Regions from separate parts of the Sus scrofa genome. Here region 2 is linked to region 1. A link is a contact called in public Hi-C data. All regions are on one chromosome and are shown on one strand. The core of a region is the stretch at or near the end of the contact, and the rest is flanking DNA. Distances in the headings are between cores, read along the strand shown.

Region 1 (6,778 bases), core at 1,800-4,299:
ATTACCAGATAATTGTAATGAATTGAGGTGGATGGGTTAGAGAGAGGGGTAGAGAAAAGAAAGTTAATTCAAGTGATCTCTGAGTCTTCAAGTTGAAAAATTCCAAGGACAATGAATGCTGCCCAGTCTCAGCATCCCTGCTCTGCGGACACTTACCTGTATTCTGTGCCGCAACTGTTGAAATTTTTCTTTCACTTTAGTATTCAGTTCCGTAAGTGCACTTAAGGGTCCTGAACAATCTCGAATATCCTAGGAAAAAGTGAAGAGATGAGGGAGCCTTTCTCAAGGCAATGAAATGAAACGACACCAGCTGTACCGTGAGAGAGTTGGCTTAGGTCACAACTAAGTTTGGCCTACTAACTGAAATTCATCCTGATCTTTGATGTTTACCTCTACAACACAAGCAAAAACAATGTAATTTACATTTTTCTCATCCCGCTTTAGATAACTTCTCAGCAAGTAACATAAAAGCACAGATAGAAACACAACTCTATCTTGACCTATTAGTTCCTGAAGTTTACCAAAACTCCATTCAGCCATTATGAAAGACTTAAAGCAACTTGTGACAGGAATGGACATCTAAAAGACAGACTGTAGCTTTACTTTAATGGTGGGGGGCACTCCTATGGCATATGGAGGTTCCCAGGCTAGGGGTCCAATGGGAGCTACAGCTGCCAGCCTACGCCCACAGTCACAGCAACAGAGGATCTGAGCAGCGTCTGTGACCTACAGCACAGCTCACAGCAACGCCAGATCCTTAACCCACTGAGTGAGGCCAGGGATTGAACTCACAACCTCATGGTTCCTAGTCGGATTCATTTCCACTGCGCTACAATGGGAACTCTGACGTATTATAACATTAGACTGTAATGTTACATGGTTCCAACTTAAAAGTCAGGATGCGGAGTTCCCGTCGTGGCGCAGTGGTTAACGAATCCGACTAGGAACCATGAGGTTACGGGTTTGGTCCCTGCCCTTGCTCAGTGAGTTAACGATCCGGCGTTGCCGTGAGCTGTGGTGTAGGATGCAGACGCGGCTCGGATCCCATGTTGCTGTGGCTCTGGCATAGGCCGGTGGCTACAGCTCCGATTGGACCTCTAGCCTGGGAACCTCCATATGCCGCGGGAGCGGCCCAAAGAAATAGCAAAAAGACCAAAAAAAAAGTCAGGATGCTAATATTTGGCATTATATGACAAGATTAACTTCTTGATCTAATTTTATAAACCCTCTATTGTAAGTCACTGTTTATAAACATGCTCAAAGATAGATTTAGAATTTGCTTCTGGACATTCAGAATTTCCAGGGCCAGGTTTTAAAGCAGGCCCTAGGATATATTATGTACATTCAAATTCTGGTTGTAGCAATTATAAGCTGTTTTATTTTACCTTGAAAAAGTTACTGAGTCCTATGTGCCTTAGTTTCCTCATCCCAACATTACCTACTTCATAGATCAGGTATGTAGTAAAGGGTTTAGCAGAGGAGTTGGAACACAGTAAGAATGCGCTAACTCTAGCTATGATCAACTGTTCTCATCACAAGAACAAAGAGAGCTAGAGAGTGCCCAAAAGGGCTTAAGCAATATAGATTATGTGAAAAGACAGTTTCGTTTGTTTTATGACTCCTCAACTTATTTTTCTAAAATTGGCCCAGAGGTTTGTAGTTTATACATCGGAAACATGAAGTTCAAGAGTTTAACTGTTTGCATCAAGTTGCCTCACTTGTTCTATGGATTATGCATTAAATCACACTTCTTTGCTCCATATAATAAACTATTAATTTGGTTTATTTTGCATTTGGCTTCTGTGGGGAGCCTTATTTTCCTCCACCTTTTACCACAGTTGGCTGCAAATTCTCAGTCTACATCCAACGTTTAGTAACGTTTGTTGTAAATGGAAACGATCTGCCTCAAATGAAGATTTTAAACTCTTGGTTTCCTTTTGCTAAACTCAAGTAACCATTTCTACATTCCTAACTCTTGCCTATGCCAAGGGGTTTATTGTTATCTTCTACCCTCAAACGGCCTAAAACAAAGGACCTCAATTACCCCATCTGTTAAACGAAGTAGACTCAAGTCTTTTTTCTATACTGACTTTCCCTGTCCGACCCCAGTTTTGCCATTATCTGCCCTCTGACCCAGGCCTTGGCCCTTGACTCGATTTCCTAATTTACAAATCACAACGTCCAGGTTACGTTCACTTCATCCAGTGCCTCCCGCGCCAAGGGGCCTTTGGTGACCCGGGACATCAGACCCACGGAACTGGCCACAGGGGCCGGGGTTAACGGCCCCCAGGACTCTACCAAAGGATGGAAAGGGCGGTGTCAGAAGGCAGGGCCAAGCAGGATGACAGGTAAATTGGAGACTGGGGCAGGGCGAGGAAACGGCCGGAGTGGGGCAGGGGCCACAAAAAGGTAGCCAGGCCTGAGGCGGAGGCTGGGGAAGGGAGAGGGAGAGGAGAGGCCTTGGAGAGGGCGAGCCAACGGGAGCCGGAAGAAGGATCAAGGAGAAGAGTCCAGGGGATGAAGGGAACGGGACCAAAAGGGGAGCAGCTAGGAAAAGGGGGCGGGGCCAGCGACCTCGGAGACTTGACCAGATGGGGAAAGCTCAGCAGTGAGACCGCCGAGCTGAAAGAAAACCAAAACCACTTGGGTTTCGGGCCGCTGGTCCCCATTGGGGGTCCTGGGAATTAGTACCTGAATAAGCGCCTTCACTTCCAGGTCGAATTTAACAATCTCTTGGTTACAGATCCGTACGTGGACATCCTGGGGAGCCGCCATGTTGGGGAATGCTGACTACGGACAGCCGCGGGGCCCAAGTTCCAACGCGTTTTCTCCCGGCCTCCCTTCCTTCCCGGCCGGGCCTTGGGGCAGCGCCCCCTAAAGACCGGCCTGCGGCGAGCGAGGGCGGCGGCGCAGTGGTGGGGACTTTCCCTGACACGTGGGCGCGCACTCAGTCGGCCTGTTGGTGTGGATCTAGTTAAGAGAGAGAGAGAGAGAGAGAGAGAGCGAGAGCGAGAGCGAGAGCCGAGGGTATTATCGAGAACGCTTTAACGGTGATCCCTCCGCATACTCCGCCCATCAGCCACTCTAAAGAATGCGGGGTTTTTTGCATGGGGGCGGGGGGTGGGGGGAACCGCTGGAAGAAAAGTATCAACTGGGATATCTCTGAAAGGTATAATTAACAATTGTTTACACTTTTTTAAACTTTCTTGTATTTTCATATTTTCTACAGTGAATATAAATTGTGGAATGAAAGAAAAAAATGACAAACGTTGTTACACTTTTTTAAATATACGAAATTCAAGGCAAGTCCCTAGGGAATCTTCTGTTAGTCCAGCTTGAGTGCTAGGGATCTTTGCGTCTAAAATGCGCAACTGGTAAGTCACATTCCAGTTTATACCCCTTCTCTGCTCCTGGCGGTTCCCTTTTGTGTACAATTAGATTTATTAAATAATTTACCTGGCTGGAGTAGTTTTGATGGAAATAACAACCTGGCTGTTGTCTCTCTCTCAACAGACAGAGAGTCTTTCACTTTATTTTTCTTATAAAATAGTCCAAGTTTCTTAACTTGGCCCTCAAGACCATCAGCTACCCCACCCAGCGCCCCCGCCCCCCTTGCATTCTTCAAGCTCTTTTTGGGTCCGTAGTTGTGGGGTTTTTGTTTTGTTTTTTGGGTGGTTTCTCTTTGGCTGTGCCTGGGACATGTGGAAGTTCCTGGGCCAGGGATTGAACCTTTGCCGGAGCAGCAACCCCAGCCATTGCAGTGACAGTGCTGGATGCTTAACACCCTGAGCAAATGGGAAGTCTGGATCTGTAGTTGTGGAATGTGCTTTTCTCCTTCTTAGAATGCTTTTCCCCACTTGCCCTCACCCCATTCACCTTTGTTCTGCAATCATAGACTGGGAAAAACTGAGTGTCAGCTGTTGCCCTTTAGCCTCACAACCACCCTTGAAATAGGTAATAACCCAGTTTCACAGTTCGGGAGTTGGACTAAGGCCAGATCAAAACAAAACAAAAAACGAGTTCCCGTCGTGGCTCAGTGGTTAACGAATCCGACTAGGAACCATGAGGTTTTGAATTTGATCTCTGGCTTTGCTCTGTGGGTTAAGGATCTGGCATTGCAGTGGGCTGTTGTGTAGGTCGCAGACGAGGCTCAGATCTGGTGTTGCTGTGGCTCTGGTGTAGGCTGCGGTCTGGGAACCGATGAGGGGTCCAGTTAGACCTCTACCCTGGGAACCTCCACATGCCGTGGGTACGGCCCTAGAAAAGACAAAAAAGACAAAAACAGAACAAAACATCCTTGCCCCAAGGTTGCCCAAATTAAAAGTGGCAGAGCCTTAAGTGAAAGCCCTATCTTCCTTCCCTCAAAAACCAAATATGGCCCCTTGAATAGTGTCGAATAAGGGGGGAGCTGCGTGCTCCCACATCTGTATTCCTCCAGTGTTCCACACCCCCTCCCTCCAGGCCTTCATTATTCCACTGCATCTAATAGAGAGGCCACGTGAGGGTTAAGGCAGGCTTCCCCTCTCGGTACTTCAGCCTCCTCAGAGGCTAGCTGGTGGAGATCACAGCTACATGAAGTCATACATAAAAAGCACCAAGCACAATGTAGTAATGTGGCACATGCTAAGAATGCAAAGCACATTGGCCGCTATTATTATATTACTGACATTTGTGGCACTCTTCCCTTGTGCCAGGAACTTTATATGAAGTGCTTTATGTGTATCATTCTTTCACAACAGCCCTGAGGTAGAATTATCCACTTCCTACAGATAAAGAAACAGGCACAGAGAGAATAATGACTTGCCCAGCGCAATGGAATGGCTAGGTCGAAGGTTACATGCATTTCAAAATTCTAATACATACAACTGCATTGCTTTTCTTAGAGGTTATATCAATTTACACTCCCACCAGCGATGTGGTATGAACGCCCGCTTTCTCATGGCCTCACCCACATGGTGTGATAACAAACACTGGGATTTTTGCCAATTGGATCAAGTGAAAAATGCCACCTTTTAATTTGCATTTCTCTTATCATGAATAAGGTTGAGAACTATTTGTATTTACTGTTTTTCTATTAGGTTGTTGGTCTTTTGCCTATCCATTCCCAGGAGCTCTTTATTCATTAGGAGGATTTGTTCCTACAGATAAGCTTTGCCTCTTTTTTTTTTTTTTTTTTTTGTCTTTTTGCTATTTCTTTGGGCTGCTCCCACGGCACATGGAGGTTCCCAGGCTAGGGGTCTAATCGGAGCTGTAGCCGCCGGCCTACGCCAGAGCCACAGCACCGCAGGATCCGAGCCACGTCTGCAACCTACACCACAGCTCACGGCAACGCCGGATCCTTAACCCACTGAGCAAGGGCAGGGACCGAACCCGCAACCTCATGGTTCCTAGTCGGATTCGTTAACCACTGCGCCACGACAGGAACTCCGCTTTGCCTCTTAAGCTACAGAATTTTGACTTCGTTTAAGTATTTTGGGTTTTTTTTTGTTTGTTTTTTGTCTTTTTGCCTTTTCTAGGGCTGCTCCTGTGGCACATGGAGTTCCCAGGCTAGGGGGCCAATCGGAGCTGTAGCCACAGCAATGCGGGATCTGAGCCACGTCTGCGACCTACACCACAGCTCACGGCAATGCCGGATGCTTAACCCACTGAGCAAGGCCAGGGATCGAACCTGAAACCTCATGGTTCCTAGTCGGATTCATTAACCACTGAGCCATGATGGGAACTCCCGTTTAAGTATTTTGGACCTTCAAGATTTGAAATTTTTTATTTCTGTTTCATATATAATTTGTTAATCTTCATTTATGACTCCTAGATTTGAGATCCCATTAGAAAGGCCTTCCATGCTCACATGGGTTCAAAGGAATTCCCCACATGTCCTAGTGTTTTGTTTTGTTTTTGCTTTTTAGGGTTGCACCTGAGGCATATGGACGTTCCAAGGCTAGGGCTCGAAAGGGAGCTGCAGCTGTTAGTCTATGCCACAGCCTCAGGAGTGCCAGATCTGAGCCTCGTCTGTGACCTATACCACAACTCATGGCAACACCGGATCCTTAACCCGTTAAGTGAGGCCAAGAGATAGAACCTGTATCCTCATGGATACGAGTTGGGTTTGTTACCACTGAGCCACAATGCGAACTCCAACTCTAATACTACAATTTTATGTGTTTTAATATAATAGGATTGAACACACCATTTTTCCCTTATGTGAACTTTAGAGTTTCTGAATTGTATTGGTCTGTCTTATTAGGATGACATTAAGTGACTTATTTTAGGAGAGCTTTATGCCGTTGACCGCTCCTGTTCACGAACTTGATCTATCTTTCCATTTGTTCAAGTCTTCTTCTGTGTCCTTGATAGTATTTTAATGTTTTCTTTAGACTTTGTACATTTCCTATTCAGTTTATTCCTGGTGATGTTTAAGACTAAAACCTTTTAAAAAACTGAGGTTGACGTTTTTCAGGTCAAACATCCTGGATCCACAAATAAAAGCTCCCTATTGAGGACAGTGAAGAAACCCAGGCTGCTGGTGGTTGATGTGCCCACATGACCTTGGCCCCTTTTCCCACCATGTTTCTTGCCGGTAATTCCTCTGTGACCACCAGTCACCAATTGCATCTCTGTGCTGCAGTGAAAGAAGAAAACATAGTTTCCCTTTTCTCTGACCTCCAGCACACCTCCTTCTAACAAAAATACCCCTCAATTCTAAAGCCCTTCAGCTAGAGGCCATCTTTGAGAAACAGATGTGCAGCCTGGTGACCTGCACTCCCCAATCTCTGACTCC
Region 2 (6,147 bases), core at 120-2,619, 320 kb after region 1:
TGGGGGCTGGGCCCGGCTCCTGTTCCTGACTCCTGTTCCCAGCTGGAGGCTCCCAGCCCAGGGCAGAGTTAGGTGCTCAATCAGTGCACATTTGGGGAATAAAGAGATGGAGTGGCTACAACTGTCTTTAAGTAAACGTGACCCAAAACATGTCTGGCGGCCTCGGGAGGGCGCTGTCGAGCCGCGCTGGGGGGGGGGTCCGCCTCCCTTAACACGGAACCCCGCAGTCCTCGACCTGACTTTACGACCCCCCCGACCAGGATTTCAGCCCTCTGAAATCTTCTAACCTTTCTTAGTTCACAATGGTCTGGGCAAGCACATGACTGAGAAAGACCTTTTTCCTCTTGGGTTTGACTGGAAGGCATTTTACTTGTTAAATGTACATTTTATTTTTAAGTAACAGGAGAGTAGTCTGGGGAGTAGGAAAATATTTCCCTGAACACCTCCACCCCAACTCACCCCGGTTGTTCTTGGCTGGACAAACTCGTTAATTTTCCTCCAACCTTCATTTCAGGCTCCTCTCTGTCCCTCGACCCCCAGCAGCGTGATGCTGGGCAAGTAAATAGCCTCTCCTTGAGAACCTGTTTCCTCGCCTGTTGGGGATGAGGAAATGAGAGAAAGGGGCCCACATCTCTGCAAAAACGCAGGAAACCCCTTTCCGTTCTGCTCTGCGGCGGAGGGGGCGCGGGGAAGGGGCACAGGGCGGGGGGAAGGGAGGCGGAGGCCGGTGGCATGCGGCCTGATCTCCCAGCCGCTCTCAACACCGAGGTCAGCCTTCAGCTGCTCGCGCGCCCTTCCTCTCTCCTCCCTGCCGGTCCCGGAGAGTAGCTCGGGCCAGCTCCCCGGGGACGCGCCAGGCGCAGGCCGGACGGCCCGGCGGGGGATGGGACCCGAGCCAGAGCGCAGCCAGCGGACCCCACTCAGAGGCCGATGACGTCTTCCCCTTTGGCTCGGCCGGCGCCAAGCCCGGCAGGGCGGGTGACGTCACCACACCGGTCACGTGACCGTCATTCAAACAAACAACCCCCTCCCCTTGCGCGCGCGCGCGCGCGCGCGCCTCCGCGCGCCCCTCCCCGCCCCGCCCGCCGAGAGGCCACATATAAGCGCGCTTCCCGCGGGTCTGACTCGCCGTGAAGGACGTTGGGGTTGTAGGTTCTACGCGGGTTGGAGGGGCAGGCAGGGGAGCAGTAAGGAACCCGAGGCGGTCGAGAGACCCGCACGAAGACCCTTCGCTCAGCCCAGAGGCAGTTTGGAGTTTGGCTTAAAGAAAACGAGGGTCAGGCTTTTCCTCGAAAGCCGTCGCCCTCCCCTTGGCTTCCGAGGACAAAGAGCACAAGAAGACTTCACGCTGGGGGCGCTGGGGCCGGCCATGGTCATGGAAGTGGGATCCCTGGACGCCGGAGGCCTGAGGACGCTGCTGCGGGAGCGCGCGGCGCAGTGTCTGCTGTTGGACTGTCGCTCCTTCTTCGCTTTCAACGCCGGCCACATCGCCGGCTCCGTCAACGTGCGCTTCAGTACCATCGTGCGGCGCCGGGCCAAGGGCGCCATGGGCCTGGAGCACATCGTGCCCAACGCGGAGCTGCGCGGCCGCCTGCTGGCCGGCGCCTACCACGCCGTGGTGCTGCTGGACGAGCGCAGCGCTGCCTTGGAGTGCGCCAAACGCGACGGCACCCTGGCTCTGGCCGCCGGAGCGCTCTGCCGCGAGGCGCGCGGCGCGCAAATCTTCTTGCTCAAAGGTACGCCCTCGGGGACGCTCAGGGGCGGGCCGCACGCCCCCTGTCGCCTAGCCCGGGGACCCCCGGCTCTCAGCATCTAGGGGACTGCCCCACCTGGAGCGCCTGGGCGCTCGATCCGCATTCTGGGGACTTGTTGGCTTTGTTTGGTCTGTGAACAAAGACTCGCCTGGGCCTCTCCGGGGTAAACTTCCAGTCCCGTTGGATAGCGGAGTTGTTTGAAGGGTGCCCTGTGTCGGCGGTACTAATGGGAAAAAAAATGTCTCTTTGTATTCCCAGGAGGATATGAAGCTTTTTCTGTTTCCTGCCCGGAGCTCTGCAGCAAACAGTCGACCCCCATGGGGCTCAGCCTTCCCCTGAGTACTAGCGTCCCTGACAGCACCGAATCAGGGTGCAGTTCTTGCAGCACTCCACTCTACGATCAGGTTAGTAGGGGGCCTTACCAGAGGGGAGAAGGAACAGCTGGTAAATGTAGGAGAATATAGAAAGTGACATGCAGCTTTATTTATAACGGGGGACACGGGGATATTTATCCCGTGGTTAAGTGGTATGATGGAGCTGAGTCTCTAATTGTTGGCACTACAGAAGTGAACTTTGTTGGCCCTGCCCAAGCAACTGGGCTTAGTCCCCTATTTTCTATACCAGCAAGATGCTGCGAAGGTCACCCAGTATTGAAACTGACTTGTTCAGGGAGTTTTTGTGGGTGTGGGCATGAGCATTGCCATTGAACAAGGCTTGACAAGTGTTGGATGTTTCTGGATTTCAGGGTGGCCCAGTGGAGATCCTACCCTTTCTCTACCTGGGGAGTGCCTACCATGCTTCTCGCAAGGACATGCTGGATGCCTTGGGTATCACTGCCTTGATCAACGTCTCGGCCAACTGTCCCAACCATTTTGAGGGTCACTACCAGTACAAGAGCATCCCCGTTGAGGACAACCACAAGGCGGACATCAGCTCCTGGTTCAATGAGGCAATCGATTTCATCGGTAAATAAGTGGAACAAGATGCCTGGGACCTGTGCCTCCCTGTTTTAGTTTGAGCCACCGAGCCTAAACTCTACAGCAAGAACTTGAGGGACATTCTTTTAAGCTGTAGACATTACTCTCAGTCAGGTGTGGGTGGCATCCCTATGAAGCATAGATTTGATGTCCCACTTTACAGGTTAGCAAACCGAATCTCAGAATGTTGACTTAATTTGTCCCACATGGGTCTGCTCACATGCCCTGGTCTGGGTTTACATGCCCTGTTCCTCTTGCGCAGTGCCCCCATCCGCCTCCAGGAACAGGGCCCATGTGATGGCATGAGGTGATAGTGACCACCTCTGGACAGGACACACACAGCATCTCTTAGACACCCTCTCCCTGGGGTTGGGGTTGTTCTCCTGGGCTCTCAAGTAACCCGCTGCCCTTTGTTTTCCAGATTCCATCAAGAATGCCGGCGGAAGGGTGTTTGTCCACTGCCAGGCGGGCATTTCCCGATCGGCCACCATCTGCCTCGCTTACCTCATGAGGACTAACCGAGTCAAGCTGGACGAGGCCTTTGAGTTTGTGAAGCAGAGGAGGAGCATCATCTCCCCCAACTTCAGCTTCATGGGCCAGCTGCTGCAGTTTGAGTCCCAGGTCCTGGCCCCGCACTGCTCGGCGGAGGCTGGGAGCCCGGCCATGGCCGTGCTGGACCGAGGCGCCTCCACCACCACCGTCTTCAACTTCCCCGTCTCCATCCCCGTCACCCCACGAACAGTGCGTTGAGCTACCTTCAGAGCCCCATCACGACCTCTCCCAGCTGCTGAAAGGCCACGGGAGGTGATCTTCACAACCCACCGGGACTCCAGGCTCCTTCTTGCAAGGAGACATGCAATAACTCCAAGGAAGGGGGCTCGCGAGGGCTGGTCCTTCCTTATTTAATTTCATCCGAATTCCACTGGGTTCCTGGGCGGTCCTGGGGATGACTTGGCGCCAAGACCGTCTGCTGAACTCAGCACATTGGGGACCAACATGCCGTGCGTGGGTGCATCAAGTCTCTGACAAAAGGGGCAGAAGAGAGAGGACTCGGTGTGCGAGCCGATTTTTTTCTGCTGGGCCCTGTTTCCTGAAGAAACTTCATGCTTGACATACCTACCAGTGTTACCATTCCCAATGACACATACGTATGAGACTGGACTTGATTTTATTTATTTTTGTGTCGGTGATCCGCCTTCACAGTTGTCAGCGTCTACTCCTAGAAGAACCATATACCTCAATTTTTGTGTTTGAGTACTGTAACCTCTTGTAAATAGATCCTGAGCAGGTTTGTTTTCAGCACTGATGGAAAGCAGCAGTGTTGGGTTTGTTTGTTTTTTAAGTTGCCAACAGTTGTATGTTTGCTGATTATTTATGACCCGAAATAATATATTTCTTCTTCTACGAAGACATTTTGTTACATAAGGATGACTTTTTATACCGCAGAATAAATTATGGCATTTCTATGGAAATCTCAATGCTTTATTTGTTGGGCAGCCCCACCGATCCCTCCCCCAGCACTGAAATAGGGGAGAACCAGGGCCTCTAGAAGGTGTGCGGGCATCTGATCCCTTGCTCCTCTGATGCTCCTTCAGTCTCACAAGACGACTGGGTTGCCAGGGAGGTGGAGAAGTGTGGATCTGTCATTAAAAAAACAGGTGCCGGAGCTGAACTGTTAGCAGTGGCTCCAAGGGTCCACCTACGCATGTCCCATCCTATCACCCAGGGAGCCCAAGTGTTCCCAGAACCAAAGAAATGGCCATTTGCTTGGTTGCCTTTTTCATATAATACCTCCTTCTGGATAATGTGAAAAGTCTCCCTTCACTGAGCTGGGCTAGGGTGAGGAGGATGAGAGTGTTCCAATATATTTGCACACTATGTGTGTGAGGCTGGGTGTGTTACCTGCCTGTGGAATGCTCTGCTAGATCTTCTGCAAAGGAAGATGCTGAGACCCAGCATAGCTGGGTGGCAGGAGCGGGACATTGGGCCTACATCTGTTTTTCTTCCTCCTTCTGTGTTTTGTACTTTATCATTTGTTTCTCATGTGCTCTTTTTTTGCCTTTGAAAAGAACCTTTATTTTTGTAAAAGGATTACCCAGCACTCTAAGCAAATACCAAGTAGACAAAATACCCCGAAATCCCTGCCCCCAATCCGACCAGTACTCAAGTTTTGGAGCACGCCCCCACGGGCCTGTGTGTGTGTGTGTGTGTACACAGCACTTTTGGTGGCCGCTGCCTTCAGATCACTTGCTGCCCTGCTTTCTTAATTTGATGGAAGAAGATAGGCAATTCCATCTGACCTGCTCCAGGGCAGTAGTCTGGATTTTCACTCTGTCTTGCCAAACTGGCCAAAACAGCAGGTGTAATTGACCACCAACCCATAATCCAGCCTTTAATGTTGAATTCAATAACAATAAGCTCCTGAGTGGCTGGCCTCTTAGCTCCTTGGGCTTGTTTCTGGACAAAGCGCTGAATGATGCAAAAAGCAAACATCTTACTTTATTTCTCCAGGTGGCCCTAGTCAGGGTTCAAGGCCTTGACACAGAATCAGTGTCTTTGACCTTCCCACACTGGTTCACCATCTGCCACCTGACTCCCAGGGCCTGAAAGATCCCTGTGTTCTATGTTCTAAGAACTTACCCTGGACTGGCAAGTTCATTTCCTCGGCTGGGCTTCCGATTACACGTATGTTCACGCCTTTCAAGACAAACCATACCCAGTGGGCTTTTTTATTTTTTTATCAAGCCCTAGAAATTTACTATTGCAAATATCTCCCTTCGTGGAAATGTACCAGCGACTTCAAGTCCGTGGCAAATGCCATGGCTGACTTCCCCATGGGCTCGGGCCATCACTTTCTGCTTGGCAGGCACTGGCTGAACCAAAATTAATCTCCAGTGTGATCCACGCAGTGGAAAAATACAGCAGCTGCCTAAGGGAGCCACCAGTGAAAACAGTTCACTCTCTTCTCCCAGCACAAGCCACTTAACCTCCGGCCAGCCCTGGGGAACCTGGGTGATGACCCTTCCTCCTGGTCTTCGGATCCTCCAGGAAATGTCACTGTAGGCCCGAGACTGCTTTCCTTAAGAAGGCAAAAAGGTACTTCAAGCTGAGGAAGAGATGCTTAAACCAGTCAAATGTTTGTTTCTCAGTTGGGAGATTGACATAGGGACAACTCAGTCACTTAACACTGATACTGTCCTATCAGCTGCCACTTTTGGAGCTAGTGCCCTGTGCCAACCACTGTGCTAACTGCTTTCCGTATGATCGGATTTAACCTTTAAAGCAACACCCATTTTACAGAGGAGGAAATTGAGGCTCAGAGAGGGGCAGGCCACGAATTGTCATCCAAGGTCATGTAGCAAGTCAATGGCATTGCAGAGTGGGAACCTTGTCTGTAGAGAGACCAGGGACCAAAG

What was found. A called contact is a pair of places that touch in the nucleus more often than the background predicts.
Region 2: a contact with region 1 is called in a Hi-C map of liver, with 1.9 times the contacts expected there. The contact joins the promoter of DUSP1 here to the promoter of BNIP1 in region 1. A contact is called at or near these places in 2 of 5 promoter capture datasets (fetal liver and liver), 4 of 47 Hi-C or Micro-C datasets (embryonic fibroblasts, heart right ventricle and liver) and 1 of 2 datasets of contacts at active chromatin or transcription factors (alveolar macrophages).

Annotation. Positions count from the first base shown.
Region 1 is chr16:51,137,340-51,144,117 of Sscrofa11.1, forward strand. It overlaps BNIP1 (vesicle transport protein SEC20), which reads right to left and starts at 3,050. Exons shown (of 6, transcript XM_003134044.6): 1 at 2,692-3,050; 2 at 157-249. The coding sequence starts at 2,775. LOC102165988 (a long non-coding RNA gene) reads left to right here and starts at 1,107. Exons shown (of 4, transcript XR_002339699.1): 1 at 1,107-2,348; 2 at 2,744-3,169.
Region 2 is chr16:51,456,893-51,463,039 of Sscrofa11.1, forward strand. DUSP1 (dual specificity phosphatase 1) reads left to right here and starts at 1,370. Exons shown (of 5, transcript NM_001256075.1): 1 at 1,370-1,736; 2 at 2,013-2,158; 3 at 2,500-2,719; 4 at 3,153-3,458; 5 at 3,461-3,522. The coding sequence starts at 1,370. The coding sequence ends at 3,522. LOC102166710 (a long non-coding RNA gene) reads right to left here and starts at 990. Exons shown (of 5, transcript XR_001304774.2): 1 at 460-990.